Linked DNA regions of Oryzias latipes: region 1 is linked to region 2. A link is a contact called in public Hi-C data. All regions are on one chromosome and are shown on one strand. Each heading gives the region's core, a stretch centred on a gene start, on an enhancer-like site or on the middle of the called end of the contact. The rest is flanking DNA. Distances are from core to core; before and after follow the strand shown. Region 1 has its middle 7.9 kb from the start of six3. Region 2 overlaps srbd1 (S1 RNA-binding domain-containing protein 1).

Region 1 (6,608 bases), core at 1,178-3,677, 130 kb before region 2:
TGTTGTAGCCTCTGATGTGACCCCATTTTTTCTGCATGTTTCCTCTTCAATGGATGAAATATGCCTTCAAAGCATCTCCTCGCGCGTAATTTTCTCACAAACCGGTATGAATCAGAGATCACAAAGCAGGTGCAGCGCTATTCCCTTTTTTGTAGATGAAGCAAACCAGAATCCTGTTTCAGACCCATTTTAAATATTAAACTGGCCTGTGAGAGATAGATAGGCCCCTAAATGAGCTCTGAGGGTCAGTGGCACAAGCAGACCCTTGTCATCCAACCCTCGCCTCTCCATTGACGCACCAGTTTATTGGCCACGACACATTACGGTCGTGATTTAGATTCAATTAATCGTAAACCGGACAGCATATTTTATCAGGAATGGAGGACGCGCGCCATGTCCAAGAGACATCGGGCTCAAGACGTAACTTTGAAATACGTTCACGTCACGTCCCTAAATTAATGCGCGTACGGATATGCAAATAAACTCCAAATTTTAACACAAGCAATAAGACGTCTGATGCAAAACTGATGTCAACTGAAGGTCAAACCAGACACACACCATAAGTCAACAATGTTGTCTTTCTGCTCAGACGCGTGTAACATTGTCAGGGAGTTGCATGGAAACTGGTTCTCAGTTGTTCAAACTTACGGAGGCCAGAGCGGCAGCAGCGAAAAGGGCTGGAAGTGTGAGACTGTGTTGCTGGCTGGGGTCATTAACAGTGGGGGAGCTCTTGTTCGTGATCTGTCAGCTCAAATATGGATCACAGGACAAAGGAACTTAGCGAAGAGTAATCTCTGTGTCTGATACTTACATGAGAGCAAACAGGAGTGTGAGACAAGTGCAGCAAAGATGAAGACCCGCACCCACTAGTCTTTTTTCCCTTCTTTCTAAAGTTGCTTTCTTCATTGGCACATTAACCTGGTGCAGAACAAACACAAACGCATCTGATTGGGTACAAGATGGCTTCTAGTTTAAGACTTTTGTGTCTTTAAGTCCTGAAAATGAAGAGAAAAAAAACAAATCTGTGTAACAGCCATAGGCTTATCTATCATAGATTCACAATAAAGTCTCTAAAACTGTGAAAATGACTGCAGTTTTTGGACTCCAAGGACGTGTCTGCATTCTTTGAGAGCAGTCAGACAGACAGGCAAATAAATAAACAAACAAATAAATAAATAACATTTTATTTACAAGTTGTGATCTTTATGCCCTGCTGTCCTTCACCTTTGATTGTCAAAGTTGCCTAAATGCGCTCGTAAATGCATTAAATTCGCGTGAGAAACCAAGTTTTATGACATAAAAATAACAACTTTAGGATTTTCCACTTCAGTGTCAACTCCTTATTGGGGAATAACAGCATATTTGATAAATAACCATTTGCATGGGAAAGGAAAACACGTTTCACACATTCTGCTCATTTGGTTGGGTTGGTGGTTGCATTTGGATGATCCAGTCAAAACTAAAATCTGTCTGTTTTTCGTATTCTCAACTACAATATATTACTTTAATCTATCAATTCAAACTGGGTTGGGGGGCAAATATTACCCTGACCTGTTCTTGCTTACCTCTTGATTTCTACGATTTCAACACCCGAGCGCGACTTTTTATCCAAGTATGTTTATTTATCAGCAGTTGTCAGAGGCGGAATGAGGGGGGGGCTAAAAGAATAAACTCTGCACCTCAGCAGTTATGATGGGGCCACATCTCCATTTTTGGAACTAAAGACAAAACGCACATCTTCTAGTCTTTTCTGTACAACACATATTCACAGTAATTAATAGAGTGACGATCTCATGAACTATTTTGTAATTTCATCAAACATCACTTTTATTCCATTTACAATGGAATAAATAGAATACTTAAACTCCTTTTTATTTTATTTTTTACAATTCAATAAACATTTAAAGAGATGGAGAAGGTGAGATGGAGAAGTTGAACGATATAAGACTACAAAATGTGTTTTGCATGTAGAGGCGTATTTTTTTAATGTGGTGGCTGAATTGTGCGCAATTTTCCTAATGCGCGCCGTTGTGCACCTGCTGCTTGATGACAGCTGATCGACCTCCCTCAGCGCCTTCTCACACGCACACCATTCATCACACGCGCACGTCCTCTCTGCAAGACGACGTCAGCATTCAGGGCAAAGTTAGAACAACAAAGAGCAATTTAGAGGTCACTCCCGCTGTATAATGTGTGCGCGCGTGTGCGCATGTGTGGCCAAGACGCGGTCCAGTCTGATGCTTCTTAGTGTGCAGTGCCAACGCGCAAGCCTCATCTATTTAAAACAAGTACGACATGAAAGCAACCCAAATCTAGCTTACTCGAGCGAATGTGATTATCACGCACCCCCATAACACACTCAAGTGCGCGCACAAGCGCAGCCCTGCACGCACGGCGCGAAGGTAGCTTGTGTGTGTTGTGTGGGGGGTGCTGCGTAGCAGTGCTGTGATCTTTCGCCTTGTGCACACCGAGTGGACAGAGGGCTGAGCAGCTTAAACAGAGCCCGGCACCTGTGATTTCTGCAGCCGTTCTCAGGCTTCCTGCGCACGGCACGGATGCGCGCAAAGAAAGGCGCCTCGACCAAACAGATTTTACGCACACATGGAGCAAAATAAATAAGGGGGGAAGCATGAAGAAAGCAATATTTAAACCTCTAAAAATTAGAGAAATATTGGCTTTAGCTTGAACTCAGTCCAAAACAGTAAAACTACATATTAAAATAAACTTTGTTGGTTATTTTGCTGAGCTTTTTCTGTCCTCTGCAGCTCCTGCTGCCAGAAAATACTAAATAACTAAGACATCCACAGACATCCACACTTTGCTTTTTTTGGCTCCACAACACTTGAATATTTCAGAGAACTAAACGATTTAGTAAATAAACTGGCCCAACACTAAACATTCCATCCAGATGCTAAATTTATTGGAAATTAGTTATTCAACTTCGCAGAAACTGCAATCGAATATTCTGGAGGGGAAAAAAACATTTTAGAATGGGCCCAAGGGTTCAACAATGAATGACACACACTGACTGGTCTGTGTGGCACACCCTGCTCCTCCAAAGCCTGCGATGCCACGCCTCCTTTTTGAGGCCAATGCACTGAACAAAAGGTCGGGAATTGACAGAGGCCCCGGTGTCCTTATCAATTTAACCTCCATTTATAAACCGATGGGATGGTTTACCCTGGATGCCTCCCTTCCCCCATTCACAACCAGCTCCGAGGGAAGGAAAGCCCCTCTGAGAGAAGACAGCGGCGGGACGGGGAGCAGCTGAGGCTCTAACGTGTTCCTTGACCGCCACCTAGAGGACACAAGTGGAATAAAAGAGAAAAGTCTTTCCAATCAGCTTTTTTCAAGTTAGTGCCGGGAAGCCCATTGTATTTTTTCATAATATTACTACTACTACTACTACTACTACTACTACTACTACTACTACTACTGCTACTACTACTACTACTAATAATAATAAAATGTGTTTGTACATTTAACACAACGGAAATACATTTGCGCATAAACTACCATAACTATTCACTTGTATTTGAAATGACTGTTTGTTTTATTAACTATTCACAATTTTTACTGTATACAGACAATAACAGAAAAAGCCAAATGCTCCAGTCTGCTTACATGCACATGCAGTCAATACATTTTCATGAAAATTTTGATTCCATGAAAGTCAAATGCTGTTATGACAGTAAACCAACTTCCCCATGTAGTGGGAGATCGGGGATCCAGATGCCAGAAGACTGAAATGGAAACCTCTGATCCCTGGTTACATTTTTAAATCCAATACCCAGAATTTTCCAGAGTGAGCGATGACTGTGAGAAATATAGGACTGGTAGCAGATAGAACTGTTGGCAGATGGATTCTGCTAAAGCACAGCCTTTTAGAGTTGAACTCCCCTGTTGTGGACAGCCGGAGGAAAAGAGTAGAGAGCATGCAACGGCAATGATTTTTACTGTAAATGCAAAGCGAAACGCTTACAGGAATTTGCCATGTATCCACCATTAAATGATTGCAGTAGTGAAAAGGGATACTTCATATTTTAAATGCAAAACATTAATTTCCCTATTTTAAAGTCCCTTAAATGTCTCAAAGTGGTTTATTTCTGATGCCAGCTTCAAAAGAATGTATAGCCAAAGCTTTTTTGTAAGGCCGGAAGAGCTGAGTTATAAAGTTTGAAGAATATAGATGAAAATAAATCCAACATGTTGGTATTCTACACAAATGAAAGTATTGTGAAATAAAGTGCACTTTAAAAATACTTTATTGCACAAGGATCAGGCATGTGTTGATGACATCGCCTGTATGCACAATACACATTCAGATGTGTGAAAAAAGTGGTTATTAATAAATACTGACAACAAAAACTTTTTTGGAATTCTTTGGGGCGTTTTTCTTTTACTCAGCCTTTCTGTATTCTGCTGAAAGGTTTTACTTGTCTTGGAAAACAGAAAGTTGTAGGAAAAATGTTGTTTAAATTCACTCTTCACAATTCCTCCTCTATCAAACATCTGCATGGTACATGGACCTTCCCTGTTAATAACTGGCTCAGGGCTCAGGAGGCCCTCAGCTGAAGAAGGATGTTTTGTTCGACCACTTATTCTATATTTAATAGGTTCTTGTACATGAGTCGGTTGTGGAGCATCGCTAAAGCGGCCTATTTAAAAACGGCCTCTGTCCCGAGGTGGCCCCCCTAAACACATGCATTATTAAAGCATACACTGGCCTTGTCCTCCACACTCGCTTCACTCTGTCCAGTTCAGCAGGCAGCAGCAGCAGCTGCATAACTCCCACAAGGAGAATGAAAACACAGTTGAGTGTTCAGAGCTCAGAGGTCGAGTGAATGTCTCATGGATGGATGAGAGGGGAGCGGTCACAGGCCAAAACAGCAAATATTCTTTCCTATTCTTTCAAAACTGACTTAATCTCAGCAGTGATTCGTTCTGGTGGGGAGGGGACCCTCAAACACCATCTGAAAGGGGAAAAAAATCCCACAAATGCTCTCAGGAGTTCCTCACATGTTTCAACACTCAGAAATGTCAAAATGACATTTTATATAATTCTGAACAAACTAAATAAACTGAGCTGAGAAGAGAATTTCTTCCAACAGTTTAATTCTTTCTACCAGCATCCCCTCCTTGGCCGCTCTACAAACACATGCATGCACACAGATACACACAGCATAAAAATTGAATGTGAGCAGTAGGAGAGGACTAAGAGAGGGCAAGGACAGAGGTTGAGAGCAGGAGAAACGGTCAATTGGCTTAACTCAGTGGTGTCTGTTCTTGGTGCGATGGTGTCAGTGGGCAATGTGCAAATGTGCACTCTTTTGATTTCCCTGATGTAATCCTCTGCAGCATACTGGTAGCCTGTAAAGCCCCAAGGAGCAGAGATGAATGAGATGCTGCACAGCGTTTGTTCTGGGATTAAGACAGAGCCTCCTCACATTCACTCTTCAAATGTGGGACGCACACAAGACAAAAAGCTGTATGTACAAATGTGCTGCAGAATACACTTACTCCTGCAGACAGATGTCATTTAACTGTAATGCATTTTGTACAATCCACGTTTGCACAGTAATTATGCTACAGTGCCCTCTAGTGATGCATCCAAAATGCAAATTTACAGTGTGTCTGGTTTAGAAGGAAAAGATGAGTGCTTTATTTGAGTTAAAATTTATCTTCAAAACAATATTACATGTGTTTGATGAAAACTTTTTTCCCCCCGATGAATCAGTGTATTAGATTTATACACAAAATGCATTAATTCACCAAGTTTTTAAACAGAAATGGACATTTTGGGTTTCCAAAAGTCAGAACAGTAATTATTTACGTGCATGTTTCAGATTAACTAGTGTTTTCAAATGGAACAAACTATTATCATGGGTTTTGTTAGTTCATTTATTGTGTGATGATGTCTGCTGCATGTAATGCCACTATTTTCTAATCCTGTTAGAGTCTAAATACACAGGATTCATGTAACACCAGTGTCACCGTGGCAACGTGGTGGGTCTGTGCATCATTGCTTCTTCACCTTTTTCTGACTCACCATCAAAAATACAATTTAGATATTAATTATTCCTTTTAAAGCAAATAATTTCCCAATTTATTTTATTTTAATTTGATGGAAAAATGGAAAAAGAGATGCTCAGTTACAACCACAAGGAACTATAAAATTATCATTTGTTAATGCACAAACCTAAACCATACAAGTGAGATATAACTTTAAAATAAAGAAGATTGGCAGCATGAGGAATGCATTAGCAAATACAGTCTTTTTTGCTCAACTCTGCAGCATTTCCTGCTGCTTCTTCAGGCTCTCATGCCTTCCGGATCTATTCCAAAGTTGTGTCTGGATCAAGTCAAGTGTACAACAAATTATAAATGGAGTGTGCTAAAATTTTAAGGTTACTGCCAGCCTTCTTTATGTTGACCTATGTGCGACGAGGATATACTCGTGTTGTGATTTCTGCACTTCGTCAGACAAAATTCTGAAACCTGGAGCGTTTGATGTGCAGTGGATGAATTAATCAAGCAGTAAGTTAACAGCAACAGGGAAAGATGGAGACTTGAAGCAGCTGCCATTGCTCCAGGTAAGAGAACAACAA
Region 2 (7,396 bases), core at 2,742-5,241:
CACCAGTGTGTGAATGTATGTGCGACTGGGTGAATGGGTCTGTGACTGTAAAGCGCTTTGGGCCTTGTAGGTAGAAAAGCGCTATATAAGTTTATGCCATTTACAATGTTTTTTTCCCCTGTGTAAAGTACTTTTGGCCTCTTTGGCTGGTTTAAATTTGCTTTAGATTTAAAGAAATGAGGATGATGATGATGAAGATGATGAAAAACAATTGACAAAAAAAACTATTGGTGAATAAAAGTGAATACAATAAAATAAAAAGCAGCCATAGAAGAATAATAACAAAGTATAACTAGTTAGCTTCATTGGTTAAAAATAAAAAACTACATTTTTAGGTATAACAGAGTGAGGAGAAGCAAAGCGAAACATCTTGCAGTTTCCTCATCAAAAACCAGTCTTCTTTTTAAATTAATTTCAATAATATTAAGAAGTGTGAGAAAGATTTAATTTTTCTGTGGTACATATATATTAAAGAGTGTCAGGTTAAAGCAAATCGAAATGGAAAAATTCGCAAAAGTAAATCAGAATGAGATAAGTGTCATACACAGAACTTTAGTTAAAAAGAAAGTCAAATACAAAATGAAATCTCCAGTTAAAGTTTTTTTTTAATGTCACATTATCATAAAAAATGTCTATGCTTCTCAGACTGCCCTTGACTTGGATCATTGGTCCAGTCAGAGCTCCGTTCTTCCCCGTGTCCTGAAAAGACTTTATGGAGCACATTTTCTTCATCTTAAAGTTAAGATTTAAAGTTTGTTTAGTATAAAATGGAATGTAATATCATTTTTTATTGAAAGTCATTCTACTGTTCTAAATCACTATTTTGAGCAATATAGTTAATAAACCAACAGCAAAGAAGAGGCTTTTCTGTGTCTGTAAATTATTCTGCCTCCCTTCATGTTCAACCTTTAACCTTCACAGAGGCCTAAATCCCTGGATCTCACCCAGTCATCGCTTGTCCTGCCACTGCATGTTCATCACTCTCTTAGCTTGGCCCTTGGAGAATGCCTGGACAGAGGGTATGACAGGGGATACATATACCCGCACCACATCGAGTCATAAATACAGTCTCCACCACTGTCCTCCAGCTCCATCAGCTATCCAGTAATAATGATCTCATCCCAACTAGAGGAAGCTAGAGGGCAGAGCAGTCAAGCACTGGTGTGTATCTGTTGGTGCGTCAATAGAAGCAGTTATTAATTTATTGAAATATTAAAGTCTACCTGTTTAATTTATTCAAGTTAAAACCATTAAGAATCACTAGTGGGCTTAAAAAAAAGAGGGGCAGTCATCGAATTACCTCCAGGAACGACAGAACAAGTGGTCTAAAAACTGGATGTCATTTCTACTAGCCTAAAGCTGTGGTCACAGCGTGTGTATCATCATAAGTGCCGATAGACCTCCCCGACCTTACCCCACATAATGCTGTCCTCTGATATCATTTCCATCAACAGTTTCAGACAACATGTCATCTGTGATGCTTGCAGCCCAAAATACAAAAGTGTGCGGATCACTGTTCATTTCCAGTACCATCAAAACGTCATTTTAAAAGTTACATAATCGTTCAACTTTATGCAATCAGACACAAAAAAAGCAAAGTCAGAACAAGAGCTGGGTTAAGCTAAAAAAAAATACAAAAGTCATGCAGAAATGAATTTTGGATAAAGATCTGTGTTTGTGTGAGCTTAAGGAGTTTTACAGAACCTTGCAGCATTCACATGTTTATGCATTAGATCAATGTTTGTGGCATGCTTCTGTATTTCCTATAATACACACATACTGACAAACATTCCTCTGACCATTTCCAAAAGTTCCTATTAGCTTTGACAAAGCCTGGGTGTCCCATCAGTGTTAAAGCTTAATGGTATTCAAGGTCACACAGCTCTATCCTGTCAGGGAACCATGAGAAAAGAAGACACACACCTACAGGCCAGAAGGTAGCCATATGGAGCTTTATCCAAACAATCTTTGACATAGTGTGCATAAATATTAAAATAAGTTTATTCAAAACTTGATTTATAAAACCTTTTCTAGTCAAAAACGTGGTTATTTATTTAAAAAAAAAAACAGTTACAATGCATTTTGCAGCAGGGAGTCACTAAATTATTGTGGCACAGCTGTACAGCAAATGACCTAAGGTGCAGCCAGCGAGCGACACTACAGTCACAGACAAACCTTGTCAGCTCAATAATACCTCATGCTGTCTAATGTCCTGCAGGATGTTGGCGGCCCATTGTTCAAGTTAATCATGTTGGCTTCCTTTGCTGGAAATCTAATCATTGGTGAATAGTCAAATCAGGTGATTTACTCCTCACTTAGGATAAAGAATAGAAAAAAGAAATGGCATCACTGTGTCTAAAACCATACTGCAATGTTACATTATGTTGCATTTGCTTATTGTTGTATTTGAAGTGATGATTATTGAAATCTCCCATTCCTTTAATAAAATTTCCACCAAAAATGTTATGTAATTTAAACAGTTAGGTTTATTAGACACCTAGAATTCAAAAATGTCAACAGTCACAAAATCTGTAAGCTCATACTGAAATTAGTAATAAAAATAATAATAAAGTGAATGTCAACAGCTTGTATTATTTACACTAAATACAATGGTGAACTCAATAAGGCTTTTTTACTATGCAAAGTTAATTTTGGTTTTCAAGTGGATCCAAGAACAATAGCCTGCATTTACTTGATGAAGACATAACGCAACTTCCTGTTTGGACTTTAAGTCCAGTTGGATCTACTGTACTGCATCCCTCCAAAATGACAAAATTTAGCAAACTCAAAACCAGTCTAATGAGATACGATTCAACTCTATTGCCCTAAAGACCTATTTCAGTGGGTCATAGTGTTCTTGTGGCCTTTTTCTCATCATAGAAGACATATGTAAAGAAAATTAAGTTTACAATTGCATTTCAGAGCATTTGTTTATTCAAATCATTGTGAATAAGAAGCAGATCTAAAAATGCCATTTAAAGAAGCTTCCTGCTCTGCTCCATTCTGATGTATCCACTTGTAGACGTCTTGTTTCCCTCGTCTGAGGTGGGATCTGTCTCAAAACTGTACTGCTGGATAGCTCAAATATTACTCGTCATTTTTTGTTGCACCAGTAGTTATGTTGAGGGGCTGTTGGCCAGCGGGAGAGAGTGTAAACAAAAGGATTATGGGAAGTAAGCAGAGGATTATTCTTAGTTTAGGGGGCAGTGGTAGGGCGGTCGCCCTCTGATCGGAAAAATGCAGGTTCGATTCCCACCCTGCCCAACCATGTGTCGAACACTCCTTGGGGAAGACACTGAACCCCACCTTGCCTCTGGTGGAAGGGTGGCTCCAGTGTGTGAATGGGACTGTGACTGTAAAGCCAACAGTCCCACCCTCAACTCAAGAGGCGAATTTCTAATCAACTCTGCCGCTCGGCAGAAACTATGTCCTAGAAAAGGACACATTTTTCTTATTTTGAAAGGCCACTGGGAACACTTTTAAGTAGATCAAAAGATGATCACAGAGGGAGTTTAACCATATTCAGAATGAGGCATCGAAATGCATCAAAACCAAATGTAAAAGTAACAATGACAACAGTAATATCACATTTAAATTGTAAGTGGCTGCAAATTTACCAATGACTAGTAAGTGCTACCTATTGACCTTACTTACAGAAGTTAAAAACAAACGTGTTTTTTGAACTATTACAAATATATTCAAATATGTTAAGCGTTGATAGTATAGGTAATCTTTAAATGAATTGTATTCAGATTGATAAGACTCAGACAAAAAAGACATAGAAGATTTAACATGTTCCCATACTTCACACATACACATCCATACAAACAAACACCATGCAAGTTAGGATGTCCTGCAGGCTGCCATTTCTTGCTGTCATTCCAACTGAGCACTCAGGCAAAAGGACAGAAAAGTGGAAGACAGACACATGGCTAAGGGTGGGGGAGGAGACACAATGAATGCTTGCAGGGAGACAAGAAGCAGACGGTGTAAATGAGGCTGGGAATTTTAATGAACTACCCAACAGCCAATGCTGACAGAGGAGGCACATAGAGAGGAGAAAAGTGTTAATGAACTATGCAAACCTGAACGCCTGTACATGTAAACAAAGCACAGCCATGTCATACCTCAAACCTCTGACAGCTGCTTTCAGGAGTCGAGCATATGTCGGGTTAAAGGATAAGAAAGTAACTGAACTGAGAAAAAAATCACTTGGTTAAATCACTTTGAAAATATTTTCATCTATGCAATTTGCGACAGGTGTGCATGATTTTCTCCCCTAACAAGTAGCAAAATAAATGTCATTAAATAGATAAATAAAAAAACACGGACTATTAAGTGATCAAGGAAACCGGTGTTTTGATCAAAAACAGGATTCTTAAATCAGGCCATCTTCCTGCAGTGCTTCTCAGTATAGCCTGAATTCCAGATGGCTTTCATGGACATTCACATTCTAAGTCTGATTCTTTAACACATGGTAATCTAAAAATTTTAAGCCACATTTCAGTTCATCTAGAGCCCGAAAAATTCAACAACATTCAGAAAAAAAGGGTCAAAAAGTCACTTGAATGCAGATATAAATATGTTAAAATAAAGAAGTGTGCTGTCTTTCTGTTTTTCATGATGTCCTTCATTCCATTTTTCCAACCATTCTTGCAATGGTAAGGAAGTTTTTTCAGTGGTAAGTCAGGGTCAGCTCTGGGTCAGTAACCAGTGAAGTAAACTCTCGGTTTTCAGCTGCTGTCAATCCTTCAGATCATTCCCCCGTGTCTGCTTTTAAATCATCATTGTCCTGCAGAGTGGGCACTTAAAAAGCCAAAATCTTACAAAAAGGCCACCAAGGCAATAAACCTTTTAAAGCTCAATGAAGCTGCTGTGAGCTGGAAAAAACAGATTTTACATTTCCTTAGATGGAAAAGTACGGTAGTCATTTTTAAATACCGTACATCGTTGAATTTAACCAAACAAGTCTCTACACCATTTGCAGTGTTTTCAATAAAACACCAGTTTAAATAAATGTTTAAAATATTTTTTAAGCTGTATTTAAAATGACATGCCTTCATCCCGATTAAAATACATTTATTATATACAATTTTTTTTATATGTTTGTCACATTATAGAACAGTTTTTAATAATATTCAAATTAATAATAATATTACAGCATGAATTGGTTTAATAGGAATTATTATTTTATTTTAAGATTACCAACTACGCTTCTTCTTAAAATAAAAAATGTTTAAAAAGTAAAGAAAGGAGTTAAGTAAAATAAAATAATAATAAAAGATGAAGAGATAGACATAAAAATATGAGAGGGTTTTGATATTTCTTATATTTATGAGGCCCTACAAGCTGAAGTCCACAGTGAGCATATTTACATGCCATTTATTCCTACTAAGAACTATACTTTAGCAGCCAGAGTCCGAATAAAATCTTTTTAACTTTTAAAAGTTCATAAACTTGCAAAAGTTCCTTTTTTATTGTTTACATTTGTGTCACATGCTGAACCGTGAAGTTGGGTGCTGGAGGACATTCAGTTTGGACCACATCAAATGCATAGGTCCAACATTCTTATGGTTTGTGAAAAGTGTGGATGCCAACAGCTACAGAAGAAGTAAAAACAACAGAGACATTATTTCAAGATGTGAAACAGCTGCTCTCTGGATGAGCCCACAACGGTTGTAAAGAAAAAAGTATCTGTGGACGTGGACCACTGAAAAAAAAAATAAGCAAGTGGACATTAACTTAATAAGGGCCCCACTTTTACCGTTTGTGCTCTTGAAAAGGAAAATGTAACTTTAGAGAAAAATCATAAGCCTTTACACCCAAGGTGTGACCTCTGAAGTGCACGTCTGTGTGTGAACTTAAAGACTCACAGCTCAGAATCATTTTAGGCTGCGGTCCTACTGCTAACCTCGATTCAACAAACCCACCTGGAACTCAGCACAGAGTAAAGAAGATGGTGCAAAGAGAGGCCGGTGGTTATTATGCTTGGACCAAAGTTCTTTGCTGCTGCATTCTGAAAATTGGACTGGGTCGGGTTACAGACACAACGTGGACCCTAAAACGTCTCTTTAATTGGACTAAAGTGAAATGAAGTCCAGATGGCTTCAGCAGACATTCACTCGAAGACTCATTCCAATTTGTCTCATTTAGGCTCATCTACCTTTTTTTTTTTTTACTCTGACATACATGTTTAATTTTTTTCTCCTTTTTTTCTAGATACTAAAGTCTAAAAAGAAATCTTATGTTTGAGAGGTTTTTAAGTAGCAAGATAAAGACTTTACCAGTATGACACATCCAAAGGGTGAAAAAAACGTCTTGCGATAAGGTCTGCGAAAAAGGTCTCCGTTTCACGACAAGCAGTCCCGTTGCCGATGACAACCTTAGTACAGCTAGAAAGAGAAAGACAAATAAGAGGAATAAGGACAGCAATCTTAAATTTTTAAAGTCTTTCTAATGTCTATTAAGTCCATATTAACAATTCTTGTGTTTATTATAATCAAGTTTAAATAAAAAAAATAATAATAATTTAGCACCAATACCTATATTTGGTCATGAGGTGGCGCAATTTCTCCGCTTCTCTTTGTTGTCCTGCATTGTGCAGATACAGGACATCTGTGTGGATAATCTGACCTGACAGAGTTTTAGATCAGAGAAAGAAAATACAAATCTGATTAGAACTCAAGATGGTAAAAATGATGCACTAAAGAGGTTGCAAAATCTAATGCCAGGCATTTACACTGTCAAAAGCACTTCAAAAGCTTCTTCCAAGCTCGACATGAAATTGTTAACTGACAGGCAAGACCTGTTTCAATGTAATGCTGGGTCTGACACCTGATACAGGGGAATTTTTCTGTGGTGATCATCTGAGCCATATAAGTTTCCAAGAGGGTGTGACATTCCTACACCCACAAAAAAGTCAGCAAAGCAGAGAAGGACACACATAACCCAGTCGAGAATAAGCCATGTGGCAACTTTGCCTTGCCATCAATGTCTTTTTTTATTTCAGATATTAGTTTTCCATTAGGTAATGAATACAGCAAAAGGGTGACATGGACAAATAGAATCTGCAAAGTTGTAAAAATACTGTTTCTAATATTAGTTCTTAAGCGTAATATTATTTTTTATGCCTTCTACTAAAATAATAATTGCCACAAAACTTATGTAGTAAAAAATGAGCAGTTGGAATCCCTTTACCTGCCCTTAAGAATCATGTTATGAGGAAATGATGTGCACTGACTCCGTGCTTGAAAATTCAACATTTTTCATCATTGCAGCTTCTGAAAGCTTCTCTTGAGAAATAAGGTTGTTTTTGGCTTCACAAGCAAGTCTTTTTTAGTAAACCAAACACACACAGACATGCAAACACAGTAAAAAAATGTATATTCTTAAAAGT

Evidence for each region. Hi-C and Micro-C count contacts between places; a contact is called where the count stands out from the background.
Region 1: a Hi-C map of embryo shows a contact between it and region 2, with 4 times the contacts expected there. The contact joins two enhancer-like sites. A contact is called at or near these places in 3 of 5 Hi-C or Micro-C datasets (embryo and fibroblasts).

The regions. Positions count from the first base shown.
Region 1 is chr15:16,146,835-16,153,442 of ASM223467v1, reverse strand. No RefSeq gene overlaps it. Among protein-coding and RNA genes, the nearest start is that of six3, 7.9 kb to the left of the region's middle. Within about 2 kb of position 2,427, at least 2 of the 8 cell types and tissues checked have an H3K27ac peak or open chromatin away from gene starts, as enhancers often do. A contact at or near this core is called in embryo, where this site is marked.
Region 2 is chr15:16,016,171-16,023,566 of ASM223467v1, reverse strand. srbd1 (S1 RNA-binding domain-containing protein 1) reads right to left here. Exons shown (of 21, transcript XM_023963391.1): 13 at 6,543-6,633; 14 at 6,285-6,392. Among protein-coding and RNA genes, the nearest start is that of srbd1, 18 kb to the right of the region's middle. Within about 2 kb of position 3,991, at least 2 of the 8 cell types and tissues checked have an H3K27ac peak or open chromatin away from gene starts, as enhancers often do. A contact at or near this core is called in embryo, where this site is marked.